2 separate regions of the Ovis aries genome follow, and region 1 is linked to region 2. A link is a contact called in public Hi-C data. All regions are on one chromosome and are shown on one strand. Each heading gives the region's core, a stretch centred on a gene start, on an enhancer-like site or on the middle of the called end of the contact. The rest is flanking DNA. Distances are from core to core; before and after follow the strand shown. Region 1 has its middle 22 kb from the start of ZFP62. Region 2 holds the start of MGAT1 (alpha-1,3-mannosyl-glycoprotein 2-beta-N-acetylglucosaminyltransferase).

Region 1 (5,870 bases), core at 1,606-4,105, 40 kb after region 2:
AACAACTATATGCTATTTCCAAGAGGCACATTTAAAACAAGGATACAGAGGGAATTCTCTGGTGGTCCAGTGAAAGTCCACTGGACTCAGTACTTTCACTGCCATGGCTGGGGGTTCAATCCCATCCCACAAGTGGCACAGAGTGGCCAACACCCACCCCCAAAACAAAATACCCAAGGATACAGAAAAGGTTGAAAGTGAAAGGATGGGAAGAGCTATGCTAGATAACAATAATCAAAAAAAAAAAAAGCTGATGTTACTAATACCAGGAAAAAAATAAGTAAGCCAAAGGCATTACTACAGATAGAGTTTTACTTCTCTAGTTAAGGAAGATGCAGCAAGTCTGTAATTGCATGTACCTAATGACATGGCCTCAAATATATTATGCAAAACCCACATAACTGTAAGTAGAAATAGATAACAAGTATCTTATTAACTGATAGGGCAAGTGGATAAATATTCATAAGGAGTAGAGAAGATTTGAACAATACATTACAAAATTGACCTAATGTCTTTATCTAGGTGACTGCACCCAGAGTCTGCACAACACATGTTCTTTTCCAGTGCTCGTGGAATCTTCATTAAGGTCAAACACACACTGGGCCATAAACAAATCTCTACAAACATAAAAGGATAGCAACCATATACAGTATGATTTCTAACCAAAATGCAATAACAAAATTATAACTAGGAATTTCCTGTATGTTTCAAAATTTAAAAATACACTTCCAAATAACCTAGGGTATCTGTTATAATTATCTGTGTTTTGTTCTTTCTTATCATACCAGAAGAGAATTTTAATTCTCTTTTCAAAGTACCAACCTTGACTTTTGATCCTCTCTGTTGTGTTACAGTTTCATTGATTTTTACTCTCATCTTCTTTATCTCCTTTAACTTTTAAAAATAATACAGAAATTAATCAACTTAACAATAATGTTTATGTGAAGTTTTATAAAATACAAAGTGCTTTCTCATTAATCCTCAAAGCAACCTTGTGAGCTGGGTCTTTTCCTTTATTTTCACAGATGGGGAAATTATAGATAAACATCACATTCACCAGAATACTGACCCCAGATCAGAGGAACTTCTGCCATTCCAGGGCCTCCTTTTATTCTCTGAGGTCTTCAGGAACACTTAACCAAAACAGCCATGGTTAAGATTGTAGAAGCTTAGCTCTCACCAATCCTTCCTTCAGTAGTCTCCAGCATGCCTATTACCAAGAAAACAGAGGGATGGGGAGGGAGTGGGGAGAAAACTGTATACAGCATGAGTGGGCAGGCTGCCTAGCCAGAAAAGCAAGTGTGAAGCAGCCCTTGATCAACCTAACACTCTGGGTCACTGGACTAGAGCTGGAGGCTCTTCTTGTTGACCCCTTTTCCAGAAAAAAGCATATTTGCTTAGAAACAATGGATTTCTTGCTTAGAAGCAAATACCACAGAGTAAACATATCCAAAAAAATATTTCTTCTCAAATTTGTGGGGTGGTCCTTGGGGGATTTTCTTGGCTTAAAGATGGGGCTGTATTCCTGAGTGTCCATCTAGATGTATAAATCCTTGGACAGGGGCCACCACACTGTCAGACTTACTCCCTACACCCTTCTACAAATGCTTCTCATTCCAAGCACATTTCTAAGGGCTCTAATAACACTAACCTCCCCAACCCTCATTACAACCTCTGAGGTTGTTACCATTATTATCCCAAAAAGAGTTAGATGAGGACACATGAGCAAAAAACCCAGAAGGTTTAGTTACTTGCTTAGTCATCTGGGAATAAGTGAGAGTCCTTACTTGAACCCCAGCTTCACGGTGGAGAGACTGCTCTTGGCTACTATTCTGTGTTGCCTCTCTGCGTGGGATTCACACAAACTCCTTCCTGAGCATAACTGATACTATTCACAGCCTGAGAAGAACTGCCAGGTCTAAATGGGAACACTCAATGGAAAGAAAAATGGAGTTAAATATTCTGACTTCCTTCTGCATGTATCCAGTCAAGGCCCTCCGCTGAGGTTGGGGAAGAGGCATGGAGAGACTTCCCAGGCCAGGGAATTCCCTAGGAAACCTTAAGGTCCTGATGCAGACAGACTTCGGGTCCCAACTGTCTGTCCTCAGCTAGTTGATCCTTAGGTGACCATTTCTTGTTTTTTAATCTCATGAGGGAAAATTTCCCTTGCATTTCATGACTGATATTCAGTACTTCTTACCCATAGTGTCTCTGTACATAAACCCTGATGAAATTATTTTTCAGGCTTTTGCTTTCAGACAAATTAGCTAGAAATGGAGTGTACTCCTGTGGAAAGCTTTTTCAAACTCACTGTTTATTAAGGTTTTCCCTTCCCTCTCTATTATTGCTTCTCTCTCCACTCACTCCTCCTAAGAGTTCCATAAGGACTGAACTCACTTCAGAATCTTTCCCAGACTCCTCCCAACTGTGAGACCTTTAGTAAGTTTTGTTTCTTCCCCCCTAGGAATTTTCTCAGTTCAAATAAAATTTCTAATTTATTGGCTCAAAACTGTGATATAATATCTTATTATTTTAATGTCTGTAGCATTTGTAACACAAAACTAGAAATCTGCTGAGACTTCAAGGGAATTTATTCACACTGTTGTTACAGGGAAAGATTTAAAGGGAATGTCTCCCCAAACATGAGGAATGAGAGAGGTTTTATAGGGGAAAGAAACAAAAGCAGCACTGAATACTGCAGTTTTGGTGGGTTTTGTAAGGTAGGTATTGCGCTTTTTTTTTTTTTTTTTTTGTATTGCAGTCTTACAGAAATGAGTTGTGTTTCTTTCTGATCTGGCTCATCATGACTGTTACATTCCTGTTCCCAGAATTGTTGAGTCAGGAATTTAGGAGTGAGCTATTCTCAGAATAGCAGAGAGCAAGGAGGTCAGTGTATGTTCAGAGAAGAAAAATTTACAGTTCTCTGTATTCTCTTTTTATCCCTGACTTTGCTTATTCAGGCTTTCTCTTTTTTTTCTTGATCAGTCTCCCCAGAGGTTTGTCAGTTAAAACTGACAAAACACACAGACATTTGGCTCTGGTCTCTACGCTGCTGCTGCTGCCAAGTCACTTCAGTCGTGTCCGACTCTGTGCGACTCGGTAGACGGCAGCCCACCAGGCTCCCCCGTCCCTGGGATTCTCCAGGCAAGAACACTGGAGTGGGTTGCCATTTCCTTCTCCAATGCATGAAAGTGAAAGTGAAGTCGCTCAGTCGTGTCCGACTCTTAGCCACCCCATGGACTGCCGCCTACCAGGCTCCTCCGTCCATGGGATTTTCCAGGCAAGAGGACTGGAGTGGGGTGCCATTGTCTTCTCCGCTCGTCTCTATAATGTTTTTCTATTTTGTTAGTTTCTGCTTTTTATTACTTCCTTGTTGTAACTTCCATTAGGATTTGATTTTCTTTTTGAAGTGTTGCCTAGGTGATTAATTACCAGGTTTTCTGATTTTCTGAAATATCTTTTAAGCTATAAATTTCTAAGCACTAAGAAATATCTCTCCAGTTTTTGATATGTAGTATTTTCATTATCATTCAGTTGAAAATACTTTCTTCTTTGAACTGTGATTTTAAAATGTTTATGCAAATTTCTGAATAGACATGCTTTATACATTTTTTAAATTAATTTCTAATTTCAGTTATTTAAATTTTGTTCAGATTTACTTTCTGGTCCAGCATATTTGTCAAGCTCCCCACCCCAGCTTTACCGAAGTATAATTGACACAGAACATTGTGTAGGTATTTTTGAAAATATTTCATGTGTTCTTGACAAAATATATGCATCCTTGATACACTGGTGCAGTGTCCCACACATATGCATTAGAATGCTTTTAACCTTATTGTTTAAATCTGTATTTTTACCAAATTTTAGTCTGTTTGTCCTATTAATTAGAGAGGTAAAAAAAATCATAACTGTGGATCTTATTTTTTTTCTTTGTGTTCTGAATACTTTTTAGGTAGATACTAACTTATAACTGTTCTATCTTTTCAGTGTCTTTTCTTTCCTGAACGTTTTGTCTTAATCGTTCTCTAAGAATGGTTTGTGCCTTGAAGTCCCTGCTTTATCTAATATTAGTAGAGCTACATCAGTTTTATGGAGAAGGCAGTGGCCCCCAACTCCAGTCCTCTTGCCTGGAAAATCCCATGGACTGGGGAGCCTGGTAGGCGGCAGTCCATGGGGTGGCTAAGAGTCGGACACGACTGAGCGACTTCACTTTCACTTTCATGCATTGGAGAAGGAAATGGCAACCCACTCCAGTGTTCTTGCCTGGAGAATCCCAGGGATGGGGGAGCCTGGTGGGCTGCCCTCTATTGAGTCGCACAGAGTCGGACACGACTGAAGTGACTTAGCAGCAGCAGCACATCAATTTTATTTTGGCTTCATATAACTTCTTTCCATTCTTTTACTTTCAAACTTAGTGTCCTTATATTTGAGTGTCTTGTAAGTAGTAATATAGTGGGGTTTTAGGTCTATGTGTGTTCCCCCAGAATTTACAGGTTGGAATCCTAATGCCCAGTGTAATGGTGTTAGGAGGTGGGGGCCTTTGAAGGTGATTAGGTCATCAGGGTTGGGCTCTCATGAATAGGATTGGTGCACTTATACAAGACACCCCACAAGATTCCCTAATCCCTTTCTGCCATGTGAGGATACAAGAAGTTATAACTCTGAAGAAAGTCTGCACCCAACCATGCTGATCTCTAATAACTCTGGACTTCCAGCCTCCAGAATTAAGAACTATTAATACATTTTTTGTTATTTATAAGCCACCTAGCATATGGTGTTTTGTTGTAGCAGCCCAAACTAAGACACTCCCTGACAATCTTTGTCATTTAGTGAATTAAATTACATGTAAATATTGTGGGGTTTTTATGGCTTAAGATTTACCATCTTTTTTTTTTTTTTGGTCTCCTCTTTTTAATTCATATTTTTAATTACACATTTTTCTACTAGCATTGAATTTTTATGTTCTATTTTTATGATTCCTCTAGATTTTACAATATTAATGAGAGTAACCGAAACCTTCACCCTAATACTTCAATCCATTTTACTCTTGTGATTTATATATCACTGTTTTCTGGTATTTTACATCTATCTTAACAACTGTACATTTTTATTGTTTGGTATAAAACTGTTACATTTTATACATATTTTGCTCTTCATTCCTTTTCACATCTAAAAGTCCAATCTGAGATCAGTTTCCTTCTATAGTACATTCTTTAAAATTTCCTTTAGTAAGGGTCAGCAGGGGATAAATGAAACAAAATTGTCTTATGTGCTTATTTTGTTCTCATTCATAAAAGGTATCTTCATTGGGTACAAAATTCTAATTTGACAGTGATTTTCTACCATTATACTGACATTTTCATTCTACTCATTTGGATTCTGTTGTTGCTGTTGGATTCTGTTGTTGCTGTTTGTTCCTTTGAAGGTAATTTTTAGATCTTTGTTAATTTTCTTGATTTCCTGCAGTTGCACTATGATGCATGTAGATATGATTTGATAAACTTATCCTAATTTGTATTCTTTGGGCTTTAAATCTATAGACTTGTTATTTTTCATCAGTTCTGGAATATCCTCAGCCCAATTACCTTTGCCTTTCTTCCATCTTTGCCTTTTAAGATTGTGATTAAATATAAACTTTCCAGTGAGACCTTCCCATTTTTCTGTGTTTTCCCATATTCCTCTATCTCCATGGTGCATTCTGGATAAAACTTCAATCATATCTTCCAGCTCACCAATTCTTATTCCCCCTATTTCACCATCTGTTGCCAAATACATCTTTAAATATTTTAAGCAGTTGTTCTTACAAACGTACCCATTAATTCTAATGTGAAGTCTACGTGGGTCTGTTCTTTTCTGCTGGTTTTCAGTCA
Region 2 (5,951 bases), core at 2,350-4,849:
TCAAAGGGTCAGGCTGAGGGAAGGACTACTGCTTTTGCTGGAAACAATAGGGGAGAGGAATTTTGGCTCACTCTAAGAAGGAAACATCTTACCAGAGAGGCTGTCTGACAGGGCCCTCGAGTTCTCCTCCCTGGAGGTTTGCAGCAGAATCCCAATGGCCCTTGTCAGGTCAGATACTATAGAGGCAGCACAGAACTGGGCAGGCGATCACAGCATCTGCCACTTCACACTTAGGCGAGCCCTGCCTGCTCAGGGCTTCTGTAGCTTCCCCTCACGCATCAAACTGGGAGAATAATCCCTGCTCTGTTCTCCTCACAACAATGTGGTGATGAAAAGCTGACACAACACAACAGCCTGGACACTTCACATAATGTAAGCACTGTACAAATACAGCATGACTCTGTGGTACTTCAAGTGCTTCGAAGCACTCACAGGCCTCCTAGGCAGGATGAGGGCCTGGGGCCACATATCCCTGAGGGATCACTGTGATCCCAGTGTCTAAGCAAAGAATAGCACCAGGAATTTGGTGGGCAAAGCTAGGGGAGGTGACAGACCCACCCTATAGTAGAAGCCCAGCCTCAAACGAGCTATCTCAGGCATCAGACTAGAGAAGAAATACCTAGGACCAGGAAGCCACCTAGGTCTGCCTGCCCAGCCCTCAGGCCACTGGGGGCCTCACAGACTCCTATGGAAAAGAAGGAAGGGAGAAAGAAAGAAACCAAGTCATAAATACACGCTTTTCAGCTTGCAAATGCCCACTGAATATGAGGCCTAGGTGTTACACAGCTAGTGAGAGGCAAAGAGATGCTAGAAGCCAAGCTTCCTACCCTTTGCCCAGTCCGCTGTATCCTGTCTATCAAAATTTCCATCACCTCTCCTTTCTGCTGTTGTTGTCACTCAGAAAAGCAGGCATCTTGGGATAGGTAAATTGGAATTCAAGGAAGGAACGGAAGGCAAGAAGGTAAGATGAACAGCTTCTGCTTTATATGGGAATAGAGCCTGCAAAAATATAGAAGGCTAAACAATGGCAGTCTGAAAAACACTGTCACTTCAAAGAGCAGGACAGATGACCAGGATGTGGCATAGAAAGGAAAGGCCCTCACTCCAAGAAATGGAGCTCCATCTACTAACAGACACTTGGTCCTTGAGACTTACACTTCTCTCCACCTCTCTTTGGTCTGCTACCCCAAAGAGGCACACATGCCTAGCAGACTGGAGAGCTCTGAGAGCCAACAAGGTATCTGGCAGAATCCCTCAATCTGAGCTCTCTTTGAACCCATGCACCTTTGCCACCACTTCATGATAGGAGGTATTGGCTAGTAGCAAAGGGATGAGACAAATTCAGGACAGACTTTTAATTAAGCACAAATAAGACTTTTGCCAGAACACTAATTCAATAAATGAACAGAAGTCCTAATTCAGTTTTTCTCCATGCAACTATACAAGCATATCAAGCAATAACAATGTCACTCTGCCACATGTACATGGCCCTGGATGAAAAATCTAGATTCTGAAAAATCTATCATTTCATTTGTTCCTTGCAAACAACCTGTGACGGACTTGGAAAGTTAGTTGTCCCCATTTTGCAAGTGAAGAGAACATGGCATAGCTTAACTGACATATCTAGTGGTTGTACACTAAGAATGGCAGAGTTAGGACACAAATCCTGATTCCCAAACCTATGTTCTGTTCCTCTGCTCTTACAGTGAGGTTTCACAGCCTACATTTCCTTAAAGGGGAAGGACGAGAGGCAACTTAGGAGGTATTCCAGACCATCTGCTACCTGCCCCCACCCAAGGCAGCTCTATTTAGTTAGCTCTCCAAAACACAGCAGTCTGCCTCAGCCTGGATAATCCATTCCAGAGTTGTATTTAGCCCAAACTGACTTGGAATCCTATTACCCAAGTGGGGAAAAAGCCCTGACAAGTAATCTAATACAACCTCCCTTCAGAGGCCTAAAGTCTTTTTATGTTCTCCTTGGTCTAACCTCACCACTGCCATTGCTCACAACTCCTTTCAAGGTACTCTATCTGGGTAATGAGCTACTGGGAACAAGCCTGCACCCTGAGAGGGAAGGAGAGGTGAAGTTTCCTGTGTACCCATCAGGGTAAGAGTTCTCATCAGGGCATTTTCTGAATGGCAGTGTCCCCGGACTCGCCCCACTCAACACTATCTGCACAGGAGCAGCAAGACACCAAGTGGGAAATGAGACAGGAACCTTACCTTTCTTCTCTCAGCTGCTCCCCTGAAGATCATCAAACCCCCATTCAGTACTCCATTTCCAAAACTGAGAATCCCAGATTAGAAACACCGAAGCGCAGCTTCTCTCCTCTGGTCCAGGTCCAAAGTCCATGGCTGAGTGGACTCTGAGTGGGAGGAGTCTGGGGGGGAAGGAGTATGTCCAGGTCCCTCCCCCCCCTGCAGGCTTCAGTGTTCCTCCCAGAGGTCTATTACATCCCTTCATTCAGCTGGTTTATTAAGCCCAGAGTCAGTGATAGGCAGATCCCAGGTACTATTCCGTCTCCTGTTCAGGGAAGGAAAGTCATCCACTGTGAGGGCTGGAGAGTCCGTCTTCTGTTGAAGCTCATGAGAGGAAACAGGCCTTAGAACCGGCATGGCCCAGGAAGCTGATTTCTGTGTTAACCTGAAGAATATTTAAACATCATGACACTCTCTAATCTATTATATACCCAAAGGAATCCCTAATACCTCTTACCTAAATGAGATTATCATCAAAAACCCTTCCTTAAACACTCCACAAGGTTATTCAAAGTACCTACCTCACTCACATATTCCACCCCAAAACAGTCACCTCAACAATATGTATACAAATATGACTCAAGGTAAAGGAAAGACAGCACCTAAAACCACTGCTGTGTGGAGACTGACTTCTAAGAAATACAGAAAAGAACATTCTCCTCCTGTTCTCCTCTTGTTTGTGCCACACACTAATCGCCCTACATCTCCCAAGCTTCTTAGGGTGTGCAGTGTTTTAATCGGCCAACTCTCCCAGTCTGAATTAAATCCATACCAGACCTAGACGCTGGCACCTTCTACAAGCATTCTTTGCCCCCTTCCCTTCACTGGCAGCCCCCCCTTCCAAAACTGTGCCAAAGATGTAATTCCCAATCTTCGTCAAACTCCTTCCTGGGGCGACTCCCGAGAGCACTTTCCTGAAATGCTAGAGGCCCGAATGCTACCACCAACAGCCCCAGTGATGTTCCAATTTTTTCAATCCAGTGGCCCACCCCGGCCGCCCCCTCCCTTCTAAGTTTATTCCTACACACACACACACACACACACACACACGCACGCGCCTTTCCTTCCTGTAGGGGCGTGGCGTCCACAAGAACGCCCCCCCACCCAGCCAAGAATTTGACTCCTCCCACCCTTCTCGCCGGAACCCCTTGCTCTGTGTTCACTGGGAAAGAGGGTAACAACGCGACCCTCTCTAGATTCTGATCCCCGCACCCCTCTGCGGCCCAGACGACCCTCGCCCTATCTGCGCTAGTTCTTTACCTGGGTCCCGCCCACCCAGACTCGGCAGGTATCCGCAGCCCACCCCTGGTCGGACTCCAGGCCCCAGGCCGGGTCCCCACTACCGGCCCAGGCCCCACCCCCTCGACCCCCGGCGCCCGGCCCTCCCCTCGCACTCCTTTCCCCCTCCCACCATCTACCACAGCCACTTCCGTCCGTCCTCCGGAAGTGGGTCCGCGGCAAGTGCCACCTCCCGTCATCCCGCCTTATCTCCCCCTGCCTATCACCACCGCCACCAAGGGAGCACGGAACGTGACTCTGCAGGACTTGAGGTTGTTTTGCAGTTACTATTCACAGAACTGCAGACGAGGTGTGGGCAGGACAGAGTGCGGGTGACAAAGGACATGGGGACAAGAGTAACGGCTGTGCAAGGAGGGGGCGGGGCAGAGTGTGGCGGAAAGCCGGAGCTTGCGTCACGTCGAGCCTCGCGGAAAGAAGAGCGCATGCGCATGACACCTCGGCCGGGTGGTGAAGTTTGGTGCTTGGACGGCTTGGCCAGGCTGGACTTGGGCGGGAAGGGGGCGGAGCGAGAGCCCGGAAGTGAGGGCGGAGTCGGCCAGGAGTAGTCTCGCCCATTCCCCTCGGTTTTACTGTCGCAACAACCTGCCTCTTTGGGGTTCTGAAGAAGGGTTAAGCTGGCCCACTCTCTGGATTCGAGTCCTGGTGAGAAGCAATTCTGGAAGCACCAAGGCCTGTGTTCACCCGTTCCTGCGCTGAGAGCTCTGTAGCAGTACTAGAAGAAAGCTGCTTTGTTTATTGCTTACTTTTCTCGCTGTATCTCTAACGGAGGCAGGACCTTCCTTGGGTCTGAAAAGAGACTACTCATACAGTAAGCTCTCCTCCCCCTCCGACCCCCAGGACAACTGTTTTACACGTATTGCGCGGAGCCCTTGTCAAGTATTAGTGTTAGTACGCGCAAGTCTGGACCATGGTTACCGTTCCCTGAGCAGCACAGAAGTCTTGCAGTGGTTAGATGGCTAGAAAGTGATAAGGGCTGATCGCGAACCTTGCAGTCTGTGACACTAACCTGTGTTGCCACTATCTTAGGCAAACAGTCTCCTCTTGAACCTTTCCACACCTTGAAACATTAGACTTCCAGTTTCCAAAATTGCCCTGGTTGATTTTTTTCTAAATGTATTGGTCAGACCTGTTCTTGCCTTAAAACTGCATGCAAAAGGAGCTACTACTAATTTTTGTTCATATGTCGTCTACTTAATGACATGTTCTAAAATTTTGCCAGGGCTGTGGATGACTTTGCAACCTTTGTTTTTTTCCCCTTTTATTGAAAACTGGAACTTAGTCTGTAGTCTTCTGGAATATCTTCTTTGATACTGAGCTGCTAAAATCCTTTGAATTTTCACATGTGATGAGAGTACTAGGAGGCTCTTTTGTTATAATATTTGACCTTTGACCTTAGTTCTTGCCACAAGGCTACAAAAACCCTTGGCGTTTCCTGGGTGATAGGAATGTCATTTGTTCTAAGGAGCAACTTTGGGCTCCTAGACAGCTTCTGAATGGGAGCTGATCTTTGGAAAGATCAAGCCACGATTAGAAAGTTGGAATTTTTTAGCATCTCCCTCCTGCGCCTTTCTTTATGGGAAGGCTTCCCTGTGGCTCAGCTGGTAAAGAATCCACCTGCAATGCCGGAGACCTGGATTTGATCCCCTGGAGAAGGGAAAGGCTACCCACTCCAGTATTCTGGCATGGAGAATTCCATGGACTATGTAGTCCATGGGGTTACAAGGAGTCAGACGTTACTGAGCGACTTTGACTTCACTCTCATGCCACCCCCTACGCTTGCCATTGTATTGAGATTGAGAGAAGGGTTGAAAATGAAGCTAATGATAAATCATGCTGAGATGATGAAGCATCCTTTAAAATTCCAACAAAATGGGGTTCAGAGAGCTTCCAGGTTGGTGAACACATCCACACACTGGGAGGGTGCCACACCCTCAACTCAGGAAGACTGAAGCTCCTGTGCTTGGGACCTGCCCCCCCATGCCTTTCCCCCACCCCCATATTCCCCACCCCAGGCCTCTACCTCTGTATATCATCTGGCATTCATCTATATCCTTTAATAAACTAATAAACATAGGTAAGTGTTTCCCAGAGTTCTGTGAGTTGTTCTAGCAAATTACTGAATCCTCTGGGTACGAGGTCACAGGAACCTCCAGGTAGAACAGAAGTTAGGAGTAACTTGGTGACTTACTACTTGTAATTGGCATCTGAAGCAGAGGCAGTCTCATTATACTGGTCCGTAACCTGTGTTATCTGATGTTATTTCAGATTGTGTCAGAATTGAGTTAGATTGTAGGACAACCAGCTGGTATCCCAGAGGACTGCTTGGTGGGAGAAAACGCCCATGCATTTGGTGTCAGAGGTAAAGTATTCTGTATGAGTAGTAATGAAGACAT

Evidence for each region. Hi-C and Micro-C count contacts between places; a contact is called where the count stands out from the background.
Region 1: a contact with region 2 is called in a Hi-C map of tail adipose tissue, with 1.6 times the contacts expected there. The contact joins the enhancer-like site here to the promoter of MGAT1 in region 2. A contact is called at or near these places in 3 of 16 Hi-C or Micro-C datasets (blood, omental adipose tissue and tail adipose tissue).

What each region holds. Positions count from the first base shown.
Region 1 is chr5:37,731,831-37,737,700 of ARS-UI_Ramb_v3.0, forward strand. No RefSeq gene overlaps it. Among named protein-coding and RNA genes, the nearest start is that of ZFP62, 22 kb to the right of the region's middle. Within about 2 kb of position 2,856, at least 12 of the 54 cell types and tissues checked have an H3K27ac peak or open chromatin away from gene starts, as enhancers often do. A contact at or near this core is called in tail adipose tissue, where this site is marked.
Region 2 is chr5:37,691,278-37,697,228 of ARS-UI_Ramb_v3.0, forward strand. MGAT1 (alpha-1,3-mannosyl-glycoprotein 2-beta-N-acetylglucosaminyltransferase) reads right to left here and starts at 3,600. Exons shown (of 4, transcript XM_060415724.1): 1 at 3,520-3,600; 2 at 2,224-2,644. It overlaps LOC105613357 (a long non-coding RNA gene), which reads left to right and starts at 4,112. Exons shown (of 2, transcript XR_009600683.1): 1 at 4,112-4,366; 2 at 5,824-5,951.